Regions from separate parts of the Mus musculus genome. Here regions 2, 3, 4 and 5 are each linked to region 1. Evidence: chromatin contacts called from public HiChIP or PLAC-seq and promoter capture Hi-C data. All regions are on one chromosome and are shown on one strand. Each heading gives the region's core, a stretch centred on a gene start, on an enhancer-like site or on the middle of the called end of the contact. The rest is flanking DNA. Distances are from core to core; before and after follow the strand shown.

Region 1 (2,700 bases), core at 184-2,683:
ACCCCCAGAGTAAATACTGAGGATGGCAAAGTTCAACATCTTTTGAATTGGGCATTAAAGGAAGGACATACTATAGAGCTCTTAACTCGACGCTTCTCTGCCTTGGAAGTGAAGAAAGAAACTGGGCCCCTACTCCAGACCCATTTTCAGGCATGACTTGAAAAATGAACTAACAGAGCAAGGAAAAGATCCTTTTGAAAGAATTCAAAACCCCTAAGGTGGCAGTGACGCTGACCACTGAGTGACCTTGGACAAGTCACTTTTCCTTTGCTTTGTTCATCAATCAAAATAGTGAGAGGGAAAATCCTCACTGGGTACAGAGATGAAATATGAATGACCATCCTAGTACCTGGCCTACTGTGGACACTCAACATTGTACATTGGTTGAATGAAAAATGATGCGAAGAGAAAGCTATTAACAAGACTATATAGAACCATGGCCGTGGTTAATTTAGCACTGACGTACAAACTACTCAGAGGGCTTCAAAGACAGGCTCATCTGTGCACTTTTAAAACCATGGCTACATAGAAGGAAGCTTGCTGCGTCAAGCAAGAAGAGCACTTTTGAGGACCTTTTGGTCCTCCTGTCAGGTGGCATCCTAATCCCCTGTTAGCGGGCACTATTGTTAAACACATTTTCCAGATGAAAAAGCTGACCTCTTGAAGTGGTGACTTGCTCAACTCCACAAGGCTGGTAGGTGATCTTAGGCTATTAACCAGGTGGTCAGACCTGGGCGCCTTACCAGTGTTACTTTCATTCTTTCCAGGTGGCTGAGAAGGTGGTCAAAAGAAACGTGGGGGCAGAAGGTTCTGAAACCTCTAAGACCGTGCCATCTTCGTCTGGGGGTTTTGGAGGTCGCCACTGATTCGCAGACAGGATTCCCACGCCAGCCTCTTCGCTGGACTTAGAGCAAGCGGAGCTAGAGTAGAGCCCTCTGGGAAGTTAGATCGGTGTCGGGTCAACCTATTGCCAGTTCCAGGAGACCCCAATCGGGATCCGGCGGCCAAGACGCCTACTGTAACCTCTCTCGGGCTTTGGGAAAAGGGCGAGCGCAGCTCTGGGCTCCTGCCCTGAAAGTGATCACAAAGGCCAAGCGGAGGTGACTGGCTGGCTAAGAGATTGAGAGAGGATATCTTGGCCGAAGTTACAGGACGACATCCCCACCACAGTGAGCCCCAGGGCTCAAAGGTGGCGACTGACAGAGAGAAGCCCCTAAGTGGATCTAGGATGTGAGACCCAGCGGATTCCCAGCTGCGACCGTCGGCCCGCGCGCTCCCACGCACAGCTGAGCCGGACCGTGGCCTACCTACCTGGTTGCCTTAGCTGCCCGAGGCAGGCGGAACGCAGCCGGGAGCCTGGCCGGGCCACCTGGATCACGGCCACAGTTCCTCAGAGAAAGTGCTCCGAGCCCCTTCAACAGCCAATCCTCGGTCACAGCCTTAGAGCGAGAAGCCGAGCCAACTTCGCCAAATCGAACGCGGAGCCTTCGCGGACCAATCAGCTGCTGCAGGGGGGAGGGGCGTGCCTTATCCCTCCCTTTTCCCGTGCCCGCCTCCAAACCCAGTGCGGAGATTCCTTGAGTCCAATCATCTAGGGAGTATCGGCGAGGGGCGTGTCCTCCGGGTCCTCCCCATCCTCCCAGCTCACCTGCCCTCCCCACGCCTGGAGGCGCCCCCTTGATTGACGTCAGTCCCAGGGGCGGGCTCTGCTTTGCGGGCACGCAGGCGGGGCGGGGTCGCATTCCTGACACGGGGTGCGGCTGGAGACCGCGGGCCCTGCAGGGTACACGTGACAAGTGCCCCTTTTCTCTGGGTCGAGTCCAACGCACGTGGCGTAGGGTTTCACTGTTAAGATCCTCATAACCTACAGTTCCTAAAACTCCCTTCACCTCCCGGGCCTCCTGGGCCTGCATTCAGAATGATTTACAAATCTTGTAGCGACTGTGCCAGTTTGGTTACCTAAGGAGAACTTAACAGCTCTTTGGACATCTTTCACTGAGACCCTTTCCAGTTCAGTTTCCTTGACGGGCTGTAAGAGAACTGCAACCCTTACCTTGAGGTAGTTAACAGCCTAGCGACAGAGGCTAACACTGAACCACCACTTGGTATGTGACTACAATCATGATCACATGAAGTTGAAAGAAGGTAAAGAGGAAGGAAGCATCTTTGAGAGGTCCTGGAAGCCACAAGAAGGAGCATAACCAGTAAAGAAAGGAGCTAACGTTTTTAGAACGAGGAAGAATGGGCCTGGGCAGAATAAAGGAAGAGAGGGAAGAAAGCACGCTGGAGCCAGGACGGCTTTTCTCCAGAGGGATAAAATAAGGCCTGGAGATCCGCTATAAATAGCAAGGTAGCCATGGTGGGAGGATGTAGGTAGGCAGTGACGTTTGCATTTGCCCCTCTGAGGCTCTATAAGCAAGGAAATAGAGTGATTTGTACTTATGAATAGGCATTCTGCGGTCTTTACAAGTCTTTACAGAGTGACTATAATGTGGTCAGCCCTTTACAAGGGTTAATTTATTCCCCACCACCAACAACAACAACCGTGGCGTGGCACTAAATTTGCATTTTCAGAAGGTCTCACCAGTTCCAAGGAAGCCGGGTTGGAAAGGACAAATGACTGCAGGGGATCTGTGAGGCTCTTTTTTAGTTCTTCACTGCTGTGAGCATGCTGAGAAAATGCTCCGTCCCTGAGCTACT
Region 2 (2,700 bases), core at 131-2,630, 2.2 Mb after region 1:
GCCACCTCTAGCATTCTCAAGTACCTTCACACATGTGTGCATATGCACACACACACACACATGTCCGTATAATTACAAGTAATACTAAATCTTTTTGTTTGTTTTTAAAGAGAAACCCCAGAGACAAAGCTCACCCCTTCCCCATTGAACACAGAGATGGCCACCTAAGAATCAAAGGCCCATTCTTGGCAGAATCAAACTGCTGGGGCTTTGCTATAGATACCCAGCCCCCAGAACCGTGAGGAGCCAGTATCTGTTGTAAAGGCCTCACAGTCTAAGGGAGTTTGTTTTTAACAGCCAAGGACAAAGGACAAACCCACAGCTAGTAAAAGATCAGACATCACGCAGACAACCCAGGGGGAAGTGACATCTCCAGATAACTTCACACAGTACCTCTGAGCCTCCGCCAGCCATTTGCTGAGGACACCTGGTCTTGTTCAGCATTCTTGGCTATGGTCAGTGAGCCAGGCCTGCAATGGAGGTGTCTGGTCACAAGCCAGAGAGTTGGCAAGCCCCTGAGACCAGAAGGCAAGAGGTCTGGTTTGGTCTCAGGAAATGCCTGGCATCTCTCTTCTTGAGAAGACAAGATGTCTATCAACCCCTTTTCCTAGAGGTGGGAGATACAGTAATGGGGTGACCTGGATACAGAAGGTACTCTGTGAATGCACCGCCTGCATAGGCTACAAGTTCTATCTCTTGAAAGAGTTAACACAGGCCCCAGAGAAGATGGGGCAGCGAGGGAGGTGTGTTAGGTCAGAGCACCCAAGGTTCAAGGGTCATAGGGTCCTCTGAGGAGTGGCTTGAAAGCGTTTCAGCACAGCTAGCTCCTCCCCTTGCCGGCTGAACAGTTTATCCCATCTCCGTATGTCCCTATGTCCCCTTCTTCCTGCTTAGAGTGGAAGAACAGGGCTACCCACTGAGCGGTCACAGAGAACCTTGCAGTAATAATTTAATACCCACTCTCTGTTCCTACTCCACATACATAAGGCTCCCTCGGCTAGATGCTTTTCGGCGGTTTTCAGATAGCAAACTGCAAACTTTCAACAAAAGAGTCTCCTAAAGGTGCCACATGTATTCGCAAGGCGTGAGGTGGGAAGTGGGGGGTGAGGGGTGGGATTGAGATACTGCTGACTGACCTTGGCTGTGCTCTCGGAGTGTGCACAGTGACCATGGTGACCCAGACCAGTGTGAATGGGCAAGCCACAGATCTATGAAAACTTGATTACAGTACCAGAGCTCCGAGTTATTATCTGGTAAGCATCCTGGAGCTGGTGGGCAAGGCTGAGCCATTGTTCCAAAAGGGACTACAGAGGCGCCTGTTGGGGAGGGAGGCCCCTCTCAGCTTTGCTCTCTGTTGGTGGTAGCCATTTCCCCTCCCACGCGCCTCTGGAAATGCAAAGACCGGATGGAGTTGCAAGTGGTCGGCGCTCTAGTGGCTTTCCCACTTTATGTACCTCTCCGCGTCTTCCTGCCCCGGTAGCCAACCCCCACTGCTAGATTGGGTCTTCTCTTCCAGAGAAAGCGCTGAAGCGCCCCCGTGGCAGGGTGGGGGCTGGGTGGAGGACCAGCGGGGGATGGGTGAGAAGCCAGGAGCAGAAAAAGAAGGGAGGAGGGGGGGGCGGAGCTGGAGGCAGAGGGAACAGCAGATTGTGCAGAGCCAATGAGAGCAGCAGGACGAGGTGGTACCAAATTCCCATCGGCCAATGACTAGCCAGAGTTTACGAAGGCCTCATTAGCATCGCCCCCCTCCGCTTGGCTAGGGATGGGACAATGCGGTGTTGGTGTCTGCAGTATTCTGACTCCTGGACACCGGTGGCTGCAAGCTGCGATTTTGGCGTCCTCTCATTTTCTATCCTTATCTCCGCCCGCGGCTGCCCTGGCCAGCCAGTTTTTGATTTTTTATCTGGTCATTGATCAATATAACGAACCTAAGGATATACAGGACATTAATACCCCACTGCCAGCTCTGGCCCAGAGCTTGTACCGCGCAGCGGGCTGCAGAAACTTAGTCATAGCACCCTTTGTCGCTGAGGTCTGAAGCTCGCTGCACGTTCTCATCCCTGGGAACGTGACCCCAGCATCCGACGCCAAGATGCCGGCCCACATACTGCAAGAGGTGAGCTTACACCCCACCCCCCACCCCCTCCTCAGGTTGGCGGTTGCAGATTGGACTTCTAGGTGGGTGGCTGTTGAGGGTTGGAGAGAGTTCAGAGCAGCTGGGAGCATTTAGCCATCATTTCCGAATTGCTCAACCTTGATAGATTGTTTCTGGACCGGGTGATAACCGGATTTTTACTCAGTACAGTTGATTGTCCCAACTTGTGTTTCTTAAAGTAAAACCTGACCTCTTTTCGATATGCGCAGATTTTCCTTTGTGAGTTGCTAAGGGTGCTGCTAATAAAGCGTCCTTTCCTGCCCCTTCATCATAAGGCTTATTCCCGATGGCCTGCACATTTCCGTGTTCCATTGGTGCGCTCTACAGTCATGCAACCTTGGCACTGGGGTATGGCCGTTATTGCATCTCTCCCGCAGTTATATTAGAGGGAAAGTAACCCCTGCTGCCCCCACGCGTCTGCAGTCCCTAATTCTCCACCCCCTCTCATTGCAGATCTCTGGCGCTTACTCAGCCACCACCACAATCACAGCGCCACCTTCTGGGGGACAGCAGAATGGAGGCGAGAAGTTTGAAAAGAGTTCTCA
Region 3 (2,700 bases), core at 116-2,615, 2.0 Mb after region 1:
ACTAAACTCTCCCAAACTGCAGATTGATCACTCTGCCTCTGCTAGGCTCTAGGGAATTCTCTTTCCTAAGAGCCCCATTGTGCTCAACCTCAAGGCTTTTCCATCCATCAAGGCTGAGTCTCTGTAGCCTCCTGGTGGGCTGAGAAAGCCACTTTCTCAAAATCTCAGAAATCCATATACCATTTCAGAACAAATTCTGTCCTAACTATCATGCAGTATAATTTATTCTTTGAGAGCCTCTAACATCTTTTTGTTCCCTGTTGATTATCAATTCCTGACAGGTACAATCCATATTCACTCTCTGATCTGGGCCCCTTTTCAGCATTTTCTGATCCCAATGACTGAAGACAGAAATCTATGACCTTACAGTGGAGGTTTCTCACCATCAAAACATCACCAGGCCCTGTGAGTCCACCTGCTTAACAGACTATCCATTCCTGAACTTTCTCTCTGACATTGCTTTACCTAATGCTTGTTGCCTTCTACTTCGGCTCTTATTTGTTTCCCAACTTTCAAGCAGGATCACTTTCCATAACAAAAACTAGGTCACACTAAGGAGTTTTTAAACGTTTCAATGTCTTCTCTGAGTTAAATACAATAATATTTGCCAGAGTTAAATCCTCACTTTCAAAAAAAAAAAAAAATCCTCACTTTCTCATGAAAGCCTTAATTCCTTATACTAAGCCAAATATCGTTATTATATACCCTCCAGAACCATCAACCCTTTCTCTACATTTTCCGCATTCGTTAACACGTGTTATTCTAGTCTAGACTATCAGCTATCAAGGCGGGAACTGGTTTGTGCGACGCTTGTCCGCTGCTCAATACAATAGTCTTTCTAAATTAAGTCATGTCTTCGCTAACCGACCGCGCAAACAAAAGTACGCGAGGACAGGACAATGCTCATCTTGTCTGACAAAACCCATGCGTGCACCCCATGCCTGCAAGTATTTGGCTAATCAATACGTGCGACGCCGGGAGAAACGACAAGGAGATGGTGTGTCCCAGGCAGACTAGGCCTAAGGAAAAAGAAGTCCGGCTCATCAAGTTTTTAGTTCTGCCAGAGAGACTCTGAAGACACCAGGGCGAAATGAACTGGGAGGCGAGAACAGGAAGCCTCCACTCCGGCTCCCAGCAGCCCTGCGACCTCCCCTCCGTCTTCCCCTTCCGGTGTGGAGAAAGACCCCCCCACTCCTCCGCCCGCCTCTCTCCCTTTCTCCTATGTGCCTGAGTCTACCGATGCAAGGTCACTCACAGACGCAGTGGCTTCTGAGCCATCGGGAATGACAACCAGGGCTGGGACGGCCACCAAAGGCTAGAAACACGAACGCGCGCTCAAGGTTGGAACGCCGGGGCGCAGAAATATGACGTCACACCACTCAGCCAATAGAAATCACCTAGCTATGGGGCGTGTAGAGGGGTAAAAATCTCTCCGCGTTTATTTATTTATTTATTTATTTATTTATTTATTTATTTATTTATTTATATTTATTTATTTAAGGAAAGGTAACTGGAGTGAAAAGGATGGAGGAATTAAAATAGAAAAAAAATGTGTCTTATTTTGTTTGTTTTAGAAACATTTGGAATTATTGAACTGTGCGCCTGCGAGTTTGTATGGATCCCATGACTGCTAGCGCTCTTAAGATCTTTCCAACCCTGGCTGGGTTTTTTGTTTTTGTTTTAGTTTGTATTTGGGGGGAGGGGGACATGCTTGTGTGCATGCAGGTTCCTGTGGAAAGAATAGGAATCTTCTTCTATTGCTCCCAATCTTATTGAGTGAGATAGGGTATCATTTTAACCCAGAGTTCGTTGGATTAGACTAGTCTAGGAAGCCATATTGCCCAAAAGATCCCCTAATTCTGCTTCCTGAACGCTGGGATTCCCCGTGGGACCTGAAACTTACCTGTCTAGACTTACATGGGTACTAGGGATGCGAATTCCAGTCTTCATGATTTGTTATATGGGTGACTGAGACATCTCCCTAGCCCCTAAATTTTTTTTAACACATTGAAAGAATAGCTTCTATTCAGTGTATCGGCATGTCGCTACATTTTCTCTCTTGCTCACTTCTCCCCCAGTACCCAAACCCTGTCCTTCTCACTGAGTTATCTGAAAGCGAAGTGCAGACCTCAGTGTGCACCTCTCAAATACATAAAAATACCCTCCCTTAAGTTACCTTAATATTAGCACACTGAAAAAGAATTAAATTAATTCAGTAACAAGACCTAATGTACACAATGTTTAGTTCTCTGTAATTGATTGTATACATGGGGACTATTTTCATTCAGGGATTAAACAAATTTCACATTTTCATCGGGTCCTATCTCTAGTCTCTTTTTGCTTTGCTTTTGGTAAGTCGGTTTTTCTGAAGGGGCCAAGCCAACCAGCAACAGCCTGCTAAGGACCTGGAAAGGACTGTCCTGACAAGGAAAGAAACCCAAGTTACCAGAATCAAGTTGTTAAGAAAGAATCTCAAATCTCTAATTTTCTCACAATTTCTGCAGTGCTTTTGAGGGGGTTATTAAATCCTTTGCCTCATACATATTAATACCCCTGCTTTGTTGGTAACTTAAACCTTTTTCTTACTTTTTGGATGATACACTCCAGGAGTGGCTTTCAAGACTGAATCTTGAAGACAGATTTGCTAATATGAACAGCTATATGATTTCAGAGATGAGAAAACAACAGTAAAATATGAAA
Region 4 (2,766 bases), core at 94-2,593, 2.9 Mb after region 1:
GAGCAGGTCACAGAGACCCCTCAGGGAAAGTGGGTAGTTTGTGAATATGATGTAAGAAGTTTCCAGAGTGGCTGAATCCGGCTGTCATTGCGTGGAAGAGGGTTGGGAGGCTGAGTGTATTTAAAGAATGTGACTGGATGCAAAGGACTGTTGTGCACTCTCCCGTGCACGAAACACCAAGCCTTCTGTGAGTTGGCCTGAAGGATTATGGAATGAAGATCTATGGAGCCACGTGATGGATGAGACTGACTGTGGCTGCCCGAGACTGAATGTGGGAAAGGTCGTGTGGGTGTTAAGACTGTTGTTTTCGAGAGGGTAAAAATATTTGTGACCCCAAGAGAGACTTTGGGATGTCTGCTGCGGAGCCAGTGTAGGTTTGAGCTGTTCGTTCTTGAGATTATTGGGGGTCAGGTATCCCTCCCACCCCCTTTGAGCAGCGACCCTTCTCATAGCAAATGACCCCCGAGGTTCGGCTAGGGAGGCTGGAGCCATGCCAGGGACAAGCCTGGGCTCGCGGCCCGAGGGTGCTGTGCTGGAAAGGGAGTGGGATTGGTGGGGGTCTTGGGGGGGGGGGGCTGGTAAGTTGCTGGAAAGGGCCACCAGGTGGCGCCGATTTGGAAAATCCAAGCGTGTGACCTCCAGCCTGCTGGGGGTGGGACAGACAGCGACCGAGCCAGTCCCTCAACTTGTGCCCAGGAGCCGGCAACTGGAGAGGGATGGCTGACCCCCTCGGCCTCCCCATGGACCGGGAAGCTGGAGACTGAGGAGGGAAGCTTCTCCTAGAGGAGCGGAGGGGGAGGGGCGGGGCTGGCGCCGCGCCTTGGCTCTTTGTGCTGGAACAATGACCAGCTGCCGCTGGCCCTTGGGCTCCGGCAGGGATAGGCGATGGTGACCCGGCTCGATGAGTCTCGAGCCGGCCGAGCCTCCTAACACACACACACACACACACACACACACACACACACACACACACACACAGAGTCGCTAGGCCACTCTGGGAGGAATCCCGAGCGCTACCGAGCACACACACACACCACACTTAACACACACACACACACACACACACACACACACACACACACACACACACACACACACACACACACAACACACACACACACACACAGTTGCTAGGCCACTCTGGGAGGAATCCCGAGCGCCGCCGAGCAGCCCCCGCGTGCGCCCTGGCTGGCACGCGTGACGTGGGTTACTTGCGCGTGTCCGCTCCCCGGGGCGGGAACGCCCCTCGGACCCCTCCCCCCATCAGTGCGCACCGCCCACTCGGGCCGGGCGGGGGCCGGTCAGGGCCGGGGGCGCCGGCTGGGCGGAGGCGGGGCCGAGCCGGGCAGCTCCGAGTGGCCGCGCGCGGGCTGGAGCGGGCGGCGCGCCTGTGGAGTGCTGGGGCGGCCCGGGGCTGAGCATGGAGCAGCGCGGCGGAGGTGAGGGGTCCAGGGCTGAGGGTGCCCCAACTTCTAAGCGATGCGGTCCGGTGGGGAGGTGGCATTCCATAGACGCCCCCAGTTTATGGAAGGAGCGGACTATTGTGGGTGGCGGGGGGGGGGGTGGGGGGACACGACGACTCTGGGCTTTCAGTCTCGGAATGGCAACTCGTGATCCCAGACTGGATCCTGCTTGACTGGTCTCTGGAGTTTGAGTGTGTGTGTTTGGGGGGACTTTCCCCAACTCTCCAACCCCAGCCCTGAGGTCAGAGAGTTGGGACGTGGGCCAGACTCATCTCAGGCCCTGGCGCGGCCCCAGACTCTAGAACCCCCAGCTTACTTGCTGGGGTGGGGGCGCAGGGGTCTGTGTACCATAGTGATAGGTCAGGGAGTGCTGGGGAGAACCAGGGCTTTCTTTTTCCCACAGCTACAAACGCATTTCTCAAAATGGAGCCGCTTGCCCCTCCTTCTCTCTTGGGCCTCAAAAGCGGGAGCCAGGCTGGCTAGGCCTGGCTTTCCTGACGCCTGGCCCTCAGAGCTCAGCTCTGTGGCTCCTCTGGCTTTAGGGGTCCTTGCCTGTGTAGCTTCAGCGACCCTAACTCATGGGTCTGCCTCTGGCTCCTCGTGTCTGAGCCTCTTGGCCTTTGTCTCTTCTGTCTTCTGGCTCCTGTCTCTCTGAGTGTCTACCCCGGCCCTTGCCCTTCCTTCTGGGTCTCACTTTCTGTGTCCTCTGGAGTAGGGACAGGAGTGCCAGCCCCTTCTCACTCCTCACTATACTGTGGAGCAGTCTCCATCCCTAGGCTGGACCTTTTGGGGGCGATCTCAGTACCTACCCTACAGAGAAGTTGCTACACTTCAGTTCCTACCCTAGCTCTTAGCAACTCCTTCCTCACGCTGGACTCCTGTGAGTCTCTGGTCTTAACACTTAGAGGCACTTAGTGGAGAACAATATACAAAGATAAGATGGGGCAAGGGCGTCAGGCACTGTGATCTCACCTTTCCTCAAACTCTTAAGTTAAAAAAAAGTTTTAGGGAGGAGGAGTCCCCATTCACATTGGTGGCTTTGAATGTCACCCAGGTCCTCATGCACTCCCAGAACGCTCACTTATACAGATTGGTCCTGGGGAGCTTTCACACACTTTTCTTGTGTACAGTAGGAATCCATGTAACTGTCCCAGGAGAACTGCAGGCGTCCTGTAGAGATTTGTGTGTCTCAGTCTATGAGAGACTTGACTCAATGGACCCAAAGAAAGGAGGATTTTCCCTAGAATTTCATGCTAGGAGAAGAAGCAGAATGGCTTACTGAGGATAGGTGACTGGAAGATTT
Region 5 (2,700 bases), core at 187-2,686, 2.3 Mb after region 1:
AAGCTTGTTCAGAGAGAGTTGCTTCTCTGCCTCAGGTAGACCCCTCCCAGTCTCCTGCACAGGGACTCAGTATTCATGTTAAGTCCCACAAGGAACCAGAAAAAAAGGCTGGGGAAATCTGAACAGAGCAGCCACTGCCTTGGGTCAGAGGGTACCTTATTAGAGAGCAAAGAGAAATCTGAGGCACTGGCCCAAGACAAGGGGCGCTGCTCACCGAAGAGGCAGGTGTAGAGCTTGCAGGAGGGAACCAGTATGATCCCGTACAGGCCTCCCAAGTGCAGCAGGACCATGAGAATGATGTTCCTCCAGACGTACTCCAGCTTGGGCGGGGGTCCCTCCTCATCCTGATAGGTGGGGTCGTGAATATCTTCTTTCATTTCAGGACGGATGTCTTCTTCCAGGTGGAGGGGCACCGTCTTCACCTTCTCTCGTTCATTTCCGGAGGGAGGTGCAGTGATGGTGGTGGTGGTCGTGTAAGAACTGGAGATCTGCAAAGAAAAAATTCAGTCGGGGGAGGCCGATCTGTGGGGCTCTCTCTCTCTGTCTCTCTCTGTGTGTTGTGTGTGTGAGAGAGAGAGAGAGAGAGAAATAGGAAAGAAGAATGAAACATTTATAGCCTCAGTAACACACAAAGGGATCCCCGTGTAAGTTATACAAGTATCGGTAGGACGGGCTTTTCTTTAAAGCAGCGGTTCTTAACCTGTGTCTCACGCTCAGCCCCTTTGGGGGTCAAATGTCCCTTTCAGAGGGGCAGCCCAAGACCATCGGAAAACAGATATTTACATTACGATTCAAAACAGTACCAAAATTAAAGTTATGAAGTAGCAACGAAATCATTTTATGGTTGGGGGGGAGGGGGTCACCACAACATGAAAAACTGTAGTAAATAAAGGATCGCAGCATCTTGAAAATTGAGAACCGCTGCTTTAAAGCTAAAGGCACGAAAGTTGGGACTCATCTGCCCAAATTACAATCTACACCTCTCAACCAACCGGTCACGTCAGAATTCGAGAAAGCCCAGTAGTCCGGAGAACTCTCAACTTTCTCCTCCCGGGACCAGTCACCTAGCTGCGTGGCCAGTGCAAGGAGCGAGGGCCGCTTCTGGAAGCTCACCTCTTGGAGCATGTGGGCCGGCATGATGATAGTCAGTTGCTCGCCTCACTTTCCCAGTGCTGAGATCGAGCGTGGACTTCGGTTCCGGAGCCCGTTGGTGTAGGCGAGTGGCGGAACTGCGCTTGGAAACCTGCCCTCCTGACTCTCGGGATGGGTGTTCAGCCCGGTCTGGCTGTGCACAGATCTCCCTGGGCTGGGATTTTAAAGGGTAGAGCAGGCGATGGGATGACCGTGTTCAGTATTTCCTCAGCCCCCTTTTATCGGCTGCCAGCAAAGGGTAAAGAGCGCAGAGATAGCTAGCCAAGGAAGCCAGGCGTGGAGGTGAGGGAGGGAGGGAGGGAGGGAGGGAGGAAGGGAGGGAGGGAGGGAGGGAGGGAGAGAGAGAGGGCGGGACCAAGAACGGGAAAGAAAGCCAAGTAGATTCCAGAGTAGACCTTGGAGGCGCCGGGATGCTGAAGGCATCAACAGGGCGCGCTGCTCCAACCCCCTGCCTGGGGATAAATGCTAATGTGCCTCCTGTGAAGCCCGTCTTGTCATTGGCCAAAGAGAATTTGGTGCCACCTTGTCCTGCCTTTTCCATTGGCTAGGCGCAATCTGCTGTTCCCTCTGCCTCTAGCTTCTCGCTCTCTCCTCCCCTCTTTTTCTCCTTATCCTCTTTGCTGTGGGCTGATGGGTGACTTTTCTTTAAGAGCAGGATAACGTGATTCCAAGTAGGAATTGTGTGCAAGCCTAGGACTTTGGTCTGGCGCTTAGCAAATGGTTCACTGGGGAAATCGCATCGAAAGAAGTGAGGAAGACACTGGCTACCGCCACTCACAACTCGGTCTAACTTCACATCTACCCCCACTTCCAGGCACCAGCAAAGAGAAACCCCGGGAGACTGGGATATGAGGGTGCGCCCAGGGCTCTGACCCGGGAAAACAATAGTGTATCCCTTCAGCCAGCATCCGGTTGCTGCTGCGTTCTTGACAGCACACGCTGAGTTACAACTGCACTCACTCATTGGGCTCCGTCTGCCGGGGACCGCCTCTGCTGGGAGCCAGAGCCCAATCCTAGCTGCTTCTCCTCAAACGGGACGGGACGTTTGAGAGCTCCTTAGATCCTCACGTTGAGATTCCAAGAAAAGGGACTAAGGAATCAAAGGGCCTGAGTGTGCGGTGCGAATAGCAAACAGGCACTTTGCGATCCCTAAGAAGTCTCAAGAATTTCCTTTTTGTTGAACCCACACTGACCCTGAGCAGTAGGTATTCCTTGGTACTTACTGTTATTGGTTTCTTTTTAGACAAGGTCTCTGAAGCTCTGACTGTCCTGGAACTCACAGTGTAGACCAAACTGGCCTCAAGCTTCATAGATCTGTGTCTGCCTTTGAGCTGGGTCCAGCTCCTCGGTCTTTTTAAAAAGGAAGTGAAATTTAAAAGAGTTGAGGTTACCTGTGGTCACGCTTAGCCAGTGTATGGTGGAGCTAGGAATTGAGTATCAGATGAGTGGCTCAAAGGTAAAGGCAGGCCTGGCATGGTGGCGCATGCCTTTAATCCCAGCACTCAGGAGGCAGAGGCAGGCGGATTTCTGAGTTCAAGGCCAGCCTGG

The links. Promoter capture Hi-C pulls out the DNA fragments that hold promoters and counts their contacts. HiChIP or PLAC-seq counts read pairs in DNA pulled down with a chosen protein or histone mark. Capture Hi-C pulls out chosen DNA fragments and counts their contacts.
Region 2: an H3K4me3 HiChIP or PLAC-seq map of stem cell-derived neural progenitor cells shows a contact between it and region 1, with 7 times the contacts expected there. The contact joins the promoter of Scd2 here to the promoter of Avpi1 in region 1. A contact is called at or near these places in 2 of 39 promoter capture datasets (cranial neural crest and stem cell-derived epiblast-like cells) and 1 of 115 datasets of contacts at active chromatin or transcription factors (stem cell-derived neural progenitor cells).
Region 3: a contact with region 1 is called in a promoter capture Hi-C map of liver, with 2.4 times the contacts expected there. The contact joins the promoter of Cwf19l1 here to the promoter of Avpi1 in region 1. A contact is called at or near these places in 1 of 39 promoter capture datasets (liver), 1 of 115 datasets of contacts at active chromatin or transcription factors (embryonic limb bud) and 1 of 9 other capture datasets (liver).
Region 4: a promoter capture Hi-C map of pre-B cells shows a contact between it and region 1, with 3 times the contacts expected there. The contact joins the promoter of Lzts2 here to the promoter of Avpi1 in region 1. A contact is called at or near these places in 2 of 39 promoter capture datasets (cranial neural crest and pre-B cells) and 3 of 115 datasets of contacts at active chromatin or transcription factors (cardiomyocytes, differentiating embryonic stem cells and embryonic stem cells).
Region 5: a contact with region 1 is called in a promoter capture Hi-C map of liver, with 2.9 times the contacts expected there. The contact joins the promoter of Scd1 here to the promoter of Avpi1 in region 1. A contact is called at or near these places in 2 of 39 promoter capture datasets (liver and stem cell-derived epiblast-like cells).

What each region holds. Positions count from the first base shown.
Region 1 is chr19:42,127,560-42,130,259 of GRCm38.p6, forward strand. Avpi1 (arginine vasopressin-induced 1) reads right to left here and starts at 1,434. Exons shown (of 3, transcript NM_027106.4): 1 at 1,312-1,434.
Region 2 is chr19:44,292,296-44,294,995 of GRCm38.p6, forward strand. Scd2 (stearoyl-Coenzyme A desaturase 2) reads left to right here and starts at 1,381. Exons shown (of 6, transcript NM_009128.2): 1 at 1,381-2,116; 2 at 2,609-2,700. The coding sequence starts at 2,093.
Region 3 is chr19:44,134,511-44,137,210 of GRCm38.p6, forward strand. Cwf19l1 (CWF19-like 1, cell cycle control (S. pombe)) reads right to left here and starts at 1,366. Exons shown (of 14, transcript NM_001081077.1): 1 at 1,256-1,366. The coding sequence starts at 1,278.
Region 4 is chr19:45,016,792-45,019,557 of GRCm38.p6, forward strand. Lzts2 (leucine zipper, putative tumor suppressor 2) reads left to right here and starts at 1,344. Exons shown (of 5, transcript NM_001130526.1): 1 at 1,344-1,439.
Region 5 is chr19:44,406,273-44,408,972 of GRCm38.p6, forward strand. It overlaps Scd1 (stearoyl-Coenzyme A desaturase 1), which reads right to left and starts at 1,437. Exons shown (of 6, transcript NM_009127.4): 1 at 1,114-1,437; 2 at 215-488. The coding sequence starts at 1,137.